4 separate regions of the Mus musculus genome follow, and all the other regions are linked to region 4. The links are chromatin contacts, called in public promoter capture Hi-C maps. All regions are on one chromosome and are shown on one strand. Each heading gives the region's core, a stretch centred on a gene start, on an enhancer-like site or on the middle of the called end of the contact. The rest is flanking DNA. Distances are from core to core; before and after follow the strand shown.

What was found. Promoter capture Hi-C pulls out the DNA fragments that hold promoters and counts their contacts. Capture Hi-C pulls out chosen DNA fragments and counts their contacts.
Region 1: a promoter capture Hi-C map of pre-B cells shows a contact between it and region 4, with 3 times the contacts expected there. The contact joins the promoter of Twnk here to the promoter of Btrc in region 4. A contact is called at or near these places in 1 of 39 promoter capture datasets (pre-B cells), 1 of 115 datasets of contacts at active chromatin or transcription factors (pancreatic cancer cells) and 1 of 9 other capture datasets (liver).
Region 2: a promoter capture Hi-C map of pancreatic islet shows a contact between it and region 4. The contact joins the promoter of Sfxn3 here to the promoter of Btrc in region 4. A contact is called at or near these places in 1 of 484 Hi-C or Micro-C datasets (uterus), 2 of 115 datasets of contacts at active chromatin or transcription factors (memory CD8 T cells and pancreatic cancer cells) and 2 of 9 other capture datasets (adipose tissue and pancreatic islet).
Region 3: a promoter capture Hi-C map of pre-B cells shows a contact between it and region 4, with 3 times the contacts expected there. The contact joins the promoter of Oga here to the promoter of Btrc in region 4. A contact is called at or near these places in 9 of 39 promoter capture datasets (the 3T3-L1 cell line, the C10 cell line, the HPC-7 cell line and 4 more) and 5 of 115 datasets of contacts at active chromatin or transcription factors (embryonic stem cells, extraembryonic endoderm stem cells, large pre-B cells and 2 more).

What each region holds. Positions count from the first base shown.
Region 1 is chr19:45,004,944-45,007,958 of GRCm38.p6, reverse strand. It overlaps Twnk (twinkle mtDNA helicase), which reads right to left and starts at 1,401. Exons shown (of 5, transcript NM_153796.4): 1 at 1-1,401. The coding sequence starts at 829. It overlaps Mrpl43 (mitochondrial ribosomal protein L43), which reads left to right and starts at 1,517. Exons shown (of 3, transcript NM_053164.3): 1 at 1,517-1,695; 2 at 1,790-1,896; 3 at 2,019-2,945. The coding sequence starts at 1,565. The coding sequence ends at 2,260.
Region 2 is chr19:45,046,098-45,049,216 of GRCm38.p6, reverse strand. It overlaps Sfxn3 (sideroflexin 3), which reads right to left and starts at 1,641. Exons shown (of 11, transcript NM_053197.4): 1 at 1,327-1,641; 2 at 1-113. The coding sequence starts at 110. It also overlaps a transcript of Pdzd7 not described here.
Region 3 is chr19:45,781,731-45,784,860 of GRCm38.p6, reverse strand. It overlaps Oga (O-GlcNAcase), which reads left to right and starts at 1,308. Exons shown (of 16, transcript NM_023799.4): 1 at 1,308-1,929. The coding sequence starts at 1,731.
Region 4 is chr19:45,362,455-45,365,788 of GRCm38.p6, reverse strand. It overlaps Btrc (beta-transducin repeat containing protein), which reads right to left and starts at 2,055. Exons shown (of 15, transcript NM_001037758.2): 1 at 1,903-2,055. The coding sequence starts at 1,950.

The DNA.
Region 1 (3,015 bases), core at 152-2,651, 360 kb after region 4:
TCGACTGGCTCAAGGCCAGGCTGTCCAGTTCACGACTTGTCACAACCACCTCAGTATCTCTCCGGCTGATCAGTGGTAATCCAAATAGGTTGTGATAGACACCAGGCCGGGGGATGGTGGTCTCTACATACTGTACTCCATTTTCCTGACCCTCAGCCCCTAGTAGCTTCAGGCCACGTAATCCTGAGCTCCCAGGGGTGAACCAAGGGAAGACCAGACTTCGAGCAGATCGAAGATAGCGGACACTGAATCGCCTGAGTGTGTCATCTGTCACCTTGGTAAGGCCAAACATCACACGAGCTAGCTGGGCTTCCTCAGGGTCTGGAAGCTCCCAAAGAGGTATGGCTCGGTTCCAGATCCTCAAGACCTCCTCCCTAACCTCAGCTTCTGGGCCTTCCCTAAGTAGGACACCCTCTTTGGCCCCATCCCCTCGTCCCTCCACACTGGCCTGCAAGTCTTCCCAGCTCCCTTCTGCTAGGCTGGTCATGCAAAGAAAGTGTCCTGTGGTCTTGTCAATGAAGAGGCAGAAGGAAGTGGGAGCGTCCTTTTTCTCATTTTTGATGTCTGAGGACACCACAAAGGGACTTGGTGCTCGAAGGCAGCTGTGGCCATCCTGGAAGGGGATCCCATGTGCACGTAAATACTGGCGGATTTCAGTCGTAGTCACCGGCGACACTGGCATCTCTAAGGCTGGGAGCGCTTCTTTTCTGTACCTTCTGCGGGGAGGGCCTGGCGCCAAGCTTCTGGGCAGGCCCCTCCTACCCACCCACTCGCCACGCAGTGGCAGCAAGATCCGGAGGGGATATGCACGTCGGAGAAGAAGCCACATTCCTAATGGAGTGGGACGCCACTACTGCAAAAGCTTTTGTTGTCTGGTTCAGTGCCTTCACTAAACCAGACCCTAGGAAACCTTCTACAAGGCACTCGCAGAAATCACTCCTACTGGCTTTTCTCTTTATCCCTCCTCAAACTTCTTCACGAACACAGTTCTTACTCCCCTCGGTTGCCTGTGTATTGCTACTTCATCCCTACACACCTACACTGCCCTTTCGCGTCTACGCCTCTCTCTGAGGATTCTCCTATCTCTAGGTCCTTTACGGATTTCTCTCCACCAGCTCACTTCTAGATCCTTCTACGGTCCCTCGATCTAAACGGCTTCTCTGTATCATCTCTTCACGTCTACTACCCCTCTACGGACTCTCCTGGCTAACCTCATCTCTACCGCTTTCTGCATCCCGTCTGAACCCCAACTCCAGGCGCTCCGAGCCCCCAGCGCTCACAGGCACTCTCCACACTGCTGGAGGTCACGCGCTCCGGCCCGGCTTCCTCACTGGCTCCCTTGCTCTGCCCTCCACTTCAAAGCTCCACGCTCCCGCCCCCAGCTTCGCGTCACCACTCTCCTTTCTAGTGTTCTGTCCGCAACGTGGGTCGCCCGCTCGCACGCGCTACTCGCGGTGACTCCGGAAGCAAAACTCTCCAGGGCGCCCATGCCACAACCCCGGAACCGGAAGTCACCGGTTAGTCCCGCCCCCCGGCTCCGCGTCCTGGCTCTCTAACCGTAGCCATGACCGGTCGCGGGACTTCGAGCCGCTTTCTGACCAGCGTCCTCCATAATGGGCTAGGGCGTTACGTGCAGCAGCTGCAGCGCCTCAGCCTCAGCCTCAGCCGGGATGCGCCCTCGTCCCGCGGCGCCAGGTGAGGCACGCGGAAGCGGGAGCGCCGGAAAGGGAGGCGGGGAGCTATGGGGCTGGGTTCGGGCCACCGTACTCACCTTCGCCGGGTCTCGCAGGGAGTTCGTGGAACGCGAGGTGACCGACTTCGCCCGACGGAACCCAGGAGTCGTAGTATACGTGAACCCGCGCCCGTGCGCCATGCCACGAATAGTGGCCGAATACCGTGAGTGGGGCCGAGCTAGGGCGGGGGTGGGCGGCGCGGGATCCCGGCTTGCCCGCTGCGTTCTGTTTGTCTGATTTCCGACCTGGCGCCTTCCACTCATCCCCTCCACGTCCCTCTCCCAGTTAATGGGGCTGTGCGCGAGGAAAACGTCAACAGCAAGTCGGTGGAGGAGATCAAGTCGTTGGTGCAGAAGCTGGCAGACCAGTCCGGCTTGGATGTGATCCGCATCCGCAAGCCCTTCCACACGGACAACCCGAGCATCCAGGGCCAGTGGCACCCCTTCACCAACAAACGGACTGCCCTCCACGGGCTGCGGCCCAGAGAACTCCGGGATTCTGCTCCAGCTTCGATGCAAGCACAGTAAAGAACCAGGCGCTTTGGACCGTGAGAGGGATAGGATTGGTTCCTCTTTTGGATTTCAAGCTCAGGCCGAGTAGGTGGGTGGAGCCTACCAGCCGGGGCGTGGCCTGAGATAAAGAAGAACCTTTTCCTTTGCCCACTTGTAGCTAGGTGCAGTGACCTTGTGAATACCCTAATTCTGATTCAATTGGCCTCCTTGCAAGCTGAGATGTGAGAAGTGTACAACACTTGTACAAGGACCGTGTTTTCTGAAATACGAATAATAATGACTTCAAAACACATGAAAGAGTCTGGAGGCTGTCTTCTGAAGGACACGGGATGCCCTGTTGCTCTTGCTGGTATGGCATTGGGCAAGGCACCTTATATCCGTGTTTGTGTGCAGTTTAGGAAGTTGAAGATGAGCCTGGCGTTGGTAGTGCATAACCTTTAATCCCAGCATTTGGTTGGCAGAGGCAGATGAATCTCTGCGTTTAAGGCCAGCTTGGTCTACAGAGTGAGTTCCAGGACAACCCAGTCTCAAAAACTAAAAATGAAATAAAAAAGAAAAAGAAAACTGAAGTCATTAAGACTATATTTGAAGGGGCTGGTGAGATGGCTCAGCAGGTAAGAGCACCCGACTGCTCTTCCAAAGGTCCTTAGTTCAAGTCCCGGCAACCACATGGTGGCTCACAACCATCTGTAAGAAGATCTGATTCCCTCTTCTGGTGTGTCTGAAGACAGCTGCAGTGTACTTACATATAATAAATAAATCTTTAAAAA
Region 2 (3,119 bases), core at 392-2,891, 320 kb after region 4:
AGCAGATTTCGGGGATCAGTGACTGTGAAGAAATGCCGGGCTCTGCCTAGAAATGTGCTTTGGTCCCACCGAGGTTCCTGGATGTTGATATTTAAGGGCAGGTCACCCATCTTCTGCAAGGTAGCAAGAATAAGGGTCAGGTCCAAGGACTTCCTTCACTTGGGAGACACTTTGGTGGCTCTGCCTTGGCCCCAGAAACTGACCAGTGCTTGCAGGTGCTCAAGGTCACTCCAGATCCATAAACAAGGGTGGGGGAGGAGTTGTTCCCTAGGTAGTGTTTTAGCCAGGAACATACAGCCACTTAAGAGCCGGAGGGAAGACCAGAACCAAGAATATAGCTTTCCTGACGCTGTGGCCTGATGCCAGATTTACGTGTGTGTGAGTGTGTGTGTGTGTGTGTGTGTGTGTGTGTGTGTGTGTGTGTGTGTGATTCCCCAGCAGCAGCTAATCTGGGGCAGCTATCTTGAGCTCCTGCTATAGGAGCACAGAACATGGATAACACACCCAAGCCCTTTCCAGCTTCAGGCCCCAGCTGCCCCAAGACTTAGATAAAAACTTCCAAGGCTGTTTGGAAAAATGACAGAAGGCAGCCCACACTCAAGCCCCTGATTGGAGGAGACATTAGGCACCTGAGGGCTGATCCGTACCAGATCTCAAACAGCACTGGAGTGGCAGCCATTTGTGAACATGTGAGCACCCACATAGCCTCCTCAAACCCACTTGCTTCCACTCCTACACAATAACTCCGGGCTCTCCCTGGTCCTGGGTTGAATAGAACTGACGCAGGCACCCACCCAACTCTCTCTGAGCCTCAGAAAAACCTCAGGAAAGGGCGAGATTCAATGGATGCCCCTCCGCCCAGCACAAAAAGGAATGCCAAGAACAGCCATCTGGCTGTGTTAGGCAAAAATCCTGCAGAGTGACTAATACCCTCCAACCCCACTTCCTCCCTCACAGTAGACACCGTCCCCACCCGACTTTCACATACTTATACACAAAGACAGGCACGCCCTCCCCAGCACACAAACAGGTTAGAGTCACACTGTATACACTAGTCAACCAACCAGAGTACCGTTACACACACACACACACACACACACACACACACACACACACACGCTCAGCCATATCTATCAGTTGCAGACATTTGAAAGCATGCCTAACACACAGCCTCAACCAACCCCTCCTTGTGCCCTACAGATCCTAACAGACCACGCAATATGGAATTCCCATAAGAGAGAGCACCTCTCTCAAGGCAAGCCTTCTGTTCTGAGCCCAAGCCCTCACCCCTCCACTTTGCTGATTCCCAAGGCAGCAGGCACTCACGCTTTCCGGGGTTTTCAGCCTCTAGAAGCTCTCAGACCCGCCTTCCTCACCGCTCTCCGCTTTCCTCCCAGCCATCACCGAGACGTCACGCGTGACGCTGAGCAGCAGGGAAGGGCGGGGGCTCCCTGAGCTCGTTCGCCTGACCCACCCCCCCTCTTGGCAGAGTTCCGAGACAGTGGATGTCCAGAGTGATTCTCCCAGACCAGGCCGTTGAGACCAAACCCGACCCAGTCCTGGGAAGCAATTCTGGCCTCCTTCCCAACCAGGGAGAAAAGGGGAGGAGCCGCCCCACTTGCCTCCTTCGCTTGCAGTCCCTTAGCTTGCCTCTGGAGGCACCCACCCCCGCAGCACCCAGTCTAGGTGCACTGGGTGCGGGTGAGCGGCGTGGAGGGCGGGCCTCTGAGGGTGCAACGCCCGGAGGGATTCGGATTACTGCTTGTTTACTTGATTGCTGCCTTGGCAATGGACTCTCCTTGCTTGCACCCTGGTCTGCTACTCCAGGTCTTAGAGGCTCCTTTTGCAGATCCTCGTCATTCGCATCTCTTTCCAGCCACATTGTTGTGGTATCTGTGCCCCTTTTGTGTTCCCAGTCCCCTTTGCCACCTAATCCCCAGCTCCACTGTGCCAGCAATTTTTTGTACCCCCAACACTTATCCGTACACAAACTGACGCCCCAGTCCTAGGGATGTGCACGGCCAAAGTTTCCCGTGATCTCTGCCTGCATCCAAGCAGGCGCATCAGAAAGATTCTTCTCCTAGTGGCCTGGGATCAGCTGCTGTATCGTGCGGCCTTTCCAGAACAGGGTGTCTCCGAAGGTGAAGAAGGCATTACACACACACATCCCTTATCCATCAGCACCCAGGGCACAGCGGCGACACAGCCATGTTCCAGCTTTCCTTCCTGCTGATCTCAGGCTCAGGTTCAGCTCTTTCGTTTGTGACATTCTCCCACAGAGACCTTAGGGATGACTACGGAAGGGATGGCAATTTCAGGAAGCTAGCGTGGCCCGGAGAAGACGTGATTCTAGTAGCCAGTGGAACCCAGCCAGTTCCAGAGCCTGGGTTCCAACGACCAGTTGGGGTTCAGAGTTGGGGCGGGCAGAGCCCAGAGGTATCAGACAGGTGAGAAGCTACAATCCGGACAGGCTACCAAAGGTGCTAGAAGAGAATGACTGGCGGTCTCAGCAGCCAATGGGATCCCAGGACCGCGCAGGGTAGCTCTATTCCAGCAGCTGCGCGGAGCGTGGGCGGGGTCCTTAGTTCACTGTATCGCGCCCGCCAGCGGGCGACAAGGGCAGCGGCGGCACACGGGACCAGGTGAGGTGGCCAAGTCCTAGAGGTAGCGAGGCAGGAGGTCCTACATGGGGGAGTCTGTTTTTTGGTTTACAGAAATGCTCTAGAGGGCGTGACCCCTGGTTTTGCACTAGCGATTTGTGGGGCTCTCTCCAGAAGATCACTCAGTCCTGGGATAGAGTCTTGCAGCGACTTTAGACTCACAACTGCAGCCTGGAGCCTGACATTCACCTGGGGGTGGCGGTGGGGGGCAAGCTCGACCGCAGCTATCCCAGGTCCTGAAGTCCAGCTCGGGAGGCTAGCCCCTACCCATATACATATACACACAGGAAAGATGCTGCAGTAAACTGTGTGGCACCCATTCTCCTCTCTCTCTTTAAAACTCAAGAGCCTGCTGTGACCCCCATCTCTACTCTCTGAGTGTCAGATGAGGACCGGAGACTGGGTGGATGACTCCATTGAGAATAGCAATGGAGGAATGGAGGGAGGAATGGAAGGAAA
Region 3 (3,130 bases), core at 59-2,558, 420 kb before region 4:
CCACCTATAGGGTTGCAGACCCCTTCAGCTCCTTGGGTGCTTTCTCTAGCTTCTCCATTGGGGGCCCTGTGTTCCATTTTATAGACTGTAAGCATCCACTTCTGTATTTGCCAGGCACTGGCATAGCCTCATACAAGAGACAGCTATAACAGGGTTCCTTCAGCAAAATCTTTCTGGCATATGCAATAGTTTGACTACTTTCTTAACATTGAACATGAGAGGTTTGTTCCCAAACAGGGCAGATTTTTTTTTTTTTTTTTTTTTTTTAGTCTTTTTGAGACAGGGTTTCTCTGTATAGCCCTGGCTATCCTGGAACTCACTTTGTAGACCAGGCTGGCCTGGAACTCAGAAATCCGCCTGCCTCTGCCTCCCAAGCGCTGGGATTAAAGGTGCGCCACCATCGCCTGGCTGGCAGATCCCTTAAGGAACCAAAATGTCAAGTGTACTCTGAGGCAAGCCCTTAGAGTACAGGAGGCAAGCCCTTAGAGGCAGGGTTTCCTTGGAAATGCTGATGCTAAGGCTAAAAGGGTCATGTCCCTTACGCACACCGCACACTCTCCATCGCCATAACAAACTCGCCTTCCACTCTCTTCTACTTTTATTAGACGTTTGTTTTCCCTGTGCTTGGAATGCAGTCTTTCTTCTCCATACGTAGTCTGGTGAATTTCATACCACAGCCTCTCCCAAAACAAACGTAGGGCTCAATCAGGCAGAGACGTAACAGCAGGTTTTAACCATATTATGAGGTCATAATGGTCCCAACAGCCCAGGATGAGGCAAACTCAATAAAACAGTTGACTGCTCAATTTAAAACACGGTTAACTCCGAAGACAGGATAGAAGAAACAATGAGTCAGGACAGAGGCGTGAGCTGAGCTCCTTGGCATGGTGTCTTCACAGAAGCAGACGTGGGTCAGGCAGCCCCGATGAGCCAAACTGGTACAACAATCTCCAAAGTAGGTCAGTGTCTCCTACCACTTTAAGAACTAGAAGTATCGTCCCGGCGCCTGCGCATTGAGAGGGTAAACACCTCCTTTCCGCCCCCCCCCCCCCCCTTCCTCCCAAACTCCCCGGCCGGCCGCATTCTCCCATGTTCCCCTCCTCCGGGTGGGGTAATGGTCCGACCCAGAGTGTGGCGCTCATCCCGGAGGGTGGCGAGCCAAAATGGTACGTCCCACCGCCGCACACCTCCGCGGTGTTCACGGCGCCCTTTGTCCTTTTTCTCCCCTAGCAAATAAAGCGCAATGGGCTTATCCCAAGGAAAGGCGGGGGAGCCGGGCTGGGGACCGGTCTGAGCCGGTCTGTAGCGCAGGCGCAGTGCGGATAAACAGGAAGCGGGCGGCAGAGGCAGCGGCAGGAGCTGCTTAGGGACTCCGGTGGGGGAAGAGAGCCGGAGACGCCGGGCTGTCCGGAGGGCGGCGGGCGTGGAGGACGAGCGAAGGCGCCTCCTCGGTCCTCCTTCCGTGGAGACGCGGCGGCTGCCTCGCCCTCCGCTTAGGCTCCCGGCTCCCAGCGCGGGGCGAGGCAGCGGCTGACAAAGGGCTCGAGCCGGTGCCGCCGCCCTTCTCATCCGGGCACTCCGGGCCCCCGCCGAGAGGAAGGGGGAAGGGCGGAGGGGGAGGGGAAGGAGCCCCGGAGGCGCGCGTTCGGAGCCGCGGCCCCTTTGCAGGGCTCCGGGCCTTTGGCCCAACGGACCGAGGCCGAAGGGGAGCGGTGGCCGGCGGCAGGAGGATGGTGCAGAAGGAGAGCCAGGCGGCGCTGGAGGAGCGGGAGAGCGAGCGCAACGCCAACCCTGCCGCCGCCTCGGGGGCTTCGTTGGAGCAGTCGGTAGCTCCCGCCCCCGGAGAAGATAACCCATCGGGAGCCGGGGCTGCGGCCGTGGTCGGGGCGGCCGGAGGGGCCCGCAGGTTCCTGTGCGGTGTCGTGGAAGGTGAGTTGGCCTTCCAGTCCCGCGTAGGTGTTCAGCCTCCGTCCCCGGGAGGGGCGTGCTGGTGACTTTTCCCGCAGTTCCCCGCCCCCAGGACGGGAGGCGTCCGTCATTGCTCACACGGGGTTACGGGGAGGAGACAGACGGTGGGCACACTTCTTTACCCTCCGCTATGTCACGGCTTCGGCGACTCCGGGCTATGGAGGAGCCTGACCCCACCCTCCTCTGGCTTAGAGCCACACAGATTTGTCGGAGGAGGAGGCGGTGGCAAGGAAGGAGCCTGTGGTCCGGCTGTGGGCTTCACTTCTTTGTACCTTGGGATCTTAGTCCGCAGAGATGCCTGCTTTCAGTTGAAATTTGTGCAGCGCTCCCATCCCCCGCCCCTATCCTTGTAAGGGGAAAAAAAATCAGCCCTCACAGGCACGTTTTTACCCGTGAAGGAGCGCAGTCAGCTTATTATATTACAGATTCCTTCAGGCTTAGGAAATTGTTTTGTTTTTATTTTTATTTATTTATTTTTGTTAGCCTGTAAGCCTCCTTCACCTCTTAAGACTCACTTGTAGCCCAGAAAAGTATCATCCTTTAACAATTGCTGTTTTTTTGACTTGGGAGTGTGTGTAAATACCAGTATATCATATCTCAGAGCATCTGTTATGTGGAGTTAGAATTCAGTGAAAGTCTTAATTTCTGTCTTCTCATTTACAGTTGAAAAGGACGAGGGCGTTTTGATAGTAAGGGAAGATGCCGGAAGATCTTAATTACAATTTCTGAAATAGAATGGGTGGATACCGAGCTCAGGAAAGCTTAGTTCTTCCCTAAGCACTCCGTAATTTGAGTTTTCTTATGGATTTTTTTGTTTGTTTGATTTTTGTTTTGTTTTTAGTGGCAAACTCAACGTTTTCTAGTTTCTTTCTCTATTATTATTATTATTATTACTGGGGAATATAAAAACTAGTACTCAGGACTGAAGAGATGGCTCAGCGATTAAGAGCTCTTCCGGAGGTCCTGAGTTCAATTCCCAGCAACCACATCCATGGTGGCTCACGACCATCTGTAATGAGATTCGATGCCCTCTTCTGGTGTATCTGAAGACAGCCACCGTGAACTTGTATATTAAATAAAATCTTGTTTTTTTTAAAAAAACAAACCAAAACATTTTAAAGACTAATACTCAAGCCAAAAGGGATAAAGTTAGGTTGGCCTC
Region 4 (3,334 bases), core at 806-3,305:
TCCCAGAGCTCATACTACCTGGAGCTGGTACTCTAGACAAGGCTGGCCTTGAACTCAGAAATCAGTCTTGCCTCTGCTTCCCAAGTGTTGTTCCCAAGCCACCACAGCCCAGCTAAAATTTTATCTTTTTAATACACTTTATTTATTTATTTATTTATTTATTTATTTATTTTACGTGTATGGATGTTTTGTCTGCATGTATGTCTGTGCATCACCTGTTCACCTGTGTACATGGTGGGGGGGTGGGGGGGGAGTCCAGAAGAGGGTGGACTGGAGTTAAACCACTGTGAGTAGCCATGTGGGTGCTGGGAATCAAGCCTTCATCCTCTAGAAGAGCAGCAATGGTCTTAACTGCTGAGCAGCCTCTCCAGTCCCCAAAATAAAAAGTTAAATTTGACCAGCTTCTATAAATATGAATGGGACAATTTAAAACCTAATTTCAACTAAGTTAGTATCTATGTTTATCAAATTTGTTATGGCATTTTAGGCAAAGGCACAAAAAAACTATTCAACCAAGGAATGCTATTTGAAAGATGGGTTACAATTACTTCTGAAAAAAAACAAAAACAAACAAACAAATAAACAAAAAACCACAAGACTTGATTGAAAATAATGCATTATCCCTAAGACCACCTGTTAAGCTTAAAAAAAAAATCTATGCATCCATCCTTCTTTAGATGTAACTAGAGGCTGGTTTACACCTAGGCTATACAAGAAAGCATCAGATTAAAAGCATCAAATATCAGACTGGTCAAGGTTGCCAAAGACAAGCACAGCAAAGGAGAACCACCATACAAAGTTACAGAAACAGGGCCTAAGGGGTTGACACAGACCCTAAAAATGCAATACTCACTCTGTACTACAACCTAAAACTCACGGGCAACCACCAATCCCGACTTATCTCACTTTCTCTACTCCCTACATCCTTCCTCTGAAATTTCCTCACATCTCATTTCTCCAAGGACTTTCTTCTCACAGAAAGCAATACAGCACCTGGCTTCCCCCACTTTTTACTACCTCACCACTGAAGGCCCAAGTTTTGTTTTGATTTCTCTTATTGGTTATTAACCTTGTCCCCACTCACCTGTAACTACATTTCTTTCATCGCTTTGTCCTTACCACAAATAATTTTGACCCTCTCCTTCAAAACAGAGCACGTATCTCCTTTCTGATATTTGTAATTCTAGCTCACAATCAACACTGTCTTTCTCTCCCAGGAACTGTCACCATAGCCCTAGGTCTGAGTCCTTATCTTCTTAAATGAGGCCTCTTCCAGAGTTTGCCAACATTAGTAGAGCTAACTGGGATTCCACCCTTAGCCCTTAGGCAAAGGCTATCTTCTCAGCCCATCCTACAAAAATACTTGCCTCCCAGCCATGGTTTTCCCACTTTCGCCGTTACAGCCATCAGTTTCCAGCCCTGCCCAGTTTCCCCCTGCCCCCAGTGTCTGTCTTGCCATTATCCTATCTCCACTATTCCCCACTCCTGAGTGCACCTCCTCTCCCAGGCCTTACCCGTAACCCTGACACCGGGAAGGCCCCTGCCAGCGTCCACAGGCGTCTCTCCACCCGGGTTCCTCCGCTCTTCAGTAACTGTCCCCACGCCCCTTTCCCTCTGGGGCCCCGCGCGCCGCCAGGAGCCCCCACCTCGAATGAGCTCCCGCTGTCACTTGGCCTCTCTTCCACAAGATGGCGGAGCTGCTGCCCCCACCCCAGGGTCCCCTCTGTACCCTCCTGCACCCTCCCCCAAGCTCAGGTCCAGTCCCTCCCTCCGCCTCGCCACTGGCCTTGGCCCCCAGTCCCACTGCCCCCTCCTGCGGTGAGCGGGTGACCCTGGCCTAAGCTCAGCGACACGCCAACGCAGCCGCCTCCACTAGTCCCCTGCCCGCACCCATCTCCTCACCATAAACTTAAGCGCTTTCTCCTGCAGCACCGCCTCTGCCGGGTCCATAATCGCCCGGACTACTGGGTCTGCTCTCCGCCGGGGCCGCCCCTTTCGTGCCAGGCCGCAGCCAACGCAGCGTCCGGATCCCGCCTCCTCTTCCTTCCCCCGCCCTCTCTTTTTACCTCCTGGCACTGGCAGGGGGCCCGAGGAGGACCGCGGCTCTGCGCGTGCGCACTCCGCTGCCTCACGGGACTTGTAGTTCTGGAGGCTCCAGCGGCAAAAGGCAAGGCTACGCGGCGAACAGCAACTCCCACGGGTCACTGCGTAGAGTCGCGGCTGTGTGCAAGCCAAATGTAGAGCACTCGAGAGCCCGGAGGGGAAGTCGGCTGATGGGAATTGTAGTTTCCAGTCTCTAAGAAGGCAAAGCCGGAGTGTCACCGTGGTTACCAAACGACGCCAGTGGCTCCTTGCCTGGCATTTGATAGCAAGATGGCGACTAGCGCTTCCTCTGTATTCCAAATACTAGGAAAATAGAGAACTCAGGGTCCTTGGTTCTCCCTAATTGTGATTTTAGAAAACCAGACCCTCCTAAAGTTCATACATCTGGCATCTGCAGAAAGATTGAGACCTAGAGACTTGAGCCAAGTGTGCATGTAACAGCAGCCTCAACATCAATGCAAGATTCCGATAACATCCTAAGCTATTATTGCCTCTTTTTTTTCAGAAGAGCCTTTTCTCTCCCCAAGCAAGCCAGGGACAGATAGAACTCACTCCAGGAAACCTTGAGTTTAGCGCTCAGAAAGTATGAACTACCATTGCTAACCCTGAGATCAAAGTCCTGTGTTACATAAATGAAATTCAATGACTATCAAGCAAGTGAAATCTATAAGTAGTGTCTTTGGCCATAAAAAGCCAGAAATGGGAGCCGGGCATGGTGGCGCACGCCTCTAATCCCAGCACTCGGGAGGCAGAGACAGGAGGATTTCTGAGTTCAAGGCCAGCCTGGTCTACAGAGTAAGTTCCAGGACAGCCAGGGCTATACAGAGAAACCCTGTCTCAAAAAACCAAAAAAAAAAAAAAAAAGCCAGAAATGGGCCAGGTGTGGTGGCACATGCTTTTAGTCCCAACACTTAGGAGGCAAAGGCAGAGGCAGGTTGATGTAGTGAGTTTGAGGCTAGTCTTGTCTACAGAGCAAGTTCCAGGACAGCAAAGTCTACACTGAGAAACCCTGTCTTGAAAAATACAAAAGAAAAGAGAGGGACAAGATGGGGCTGGGGAGATGGCTCAGTAGATAAGAGTGCTTCCCATGAAAGGACAAGGACCTGAGTTCAAGTTTCTAGCACCCACATAAAAAGCTGGGGTATATGGGCTCAGTGGTTAAGAGCAGTTGCTACTCTTGCAATGAACCTGGGTTCAATTTCCAGCACCCACATGATGACCCACAGCCACT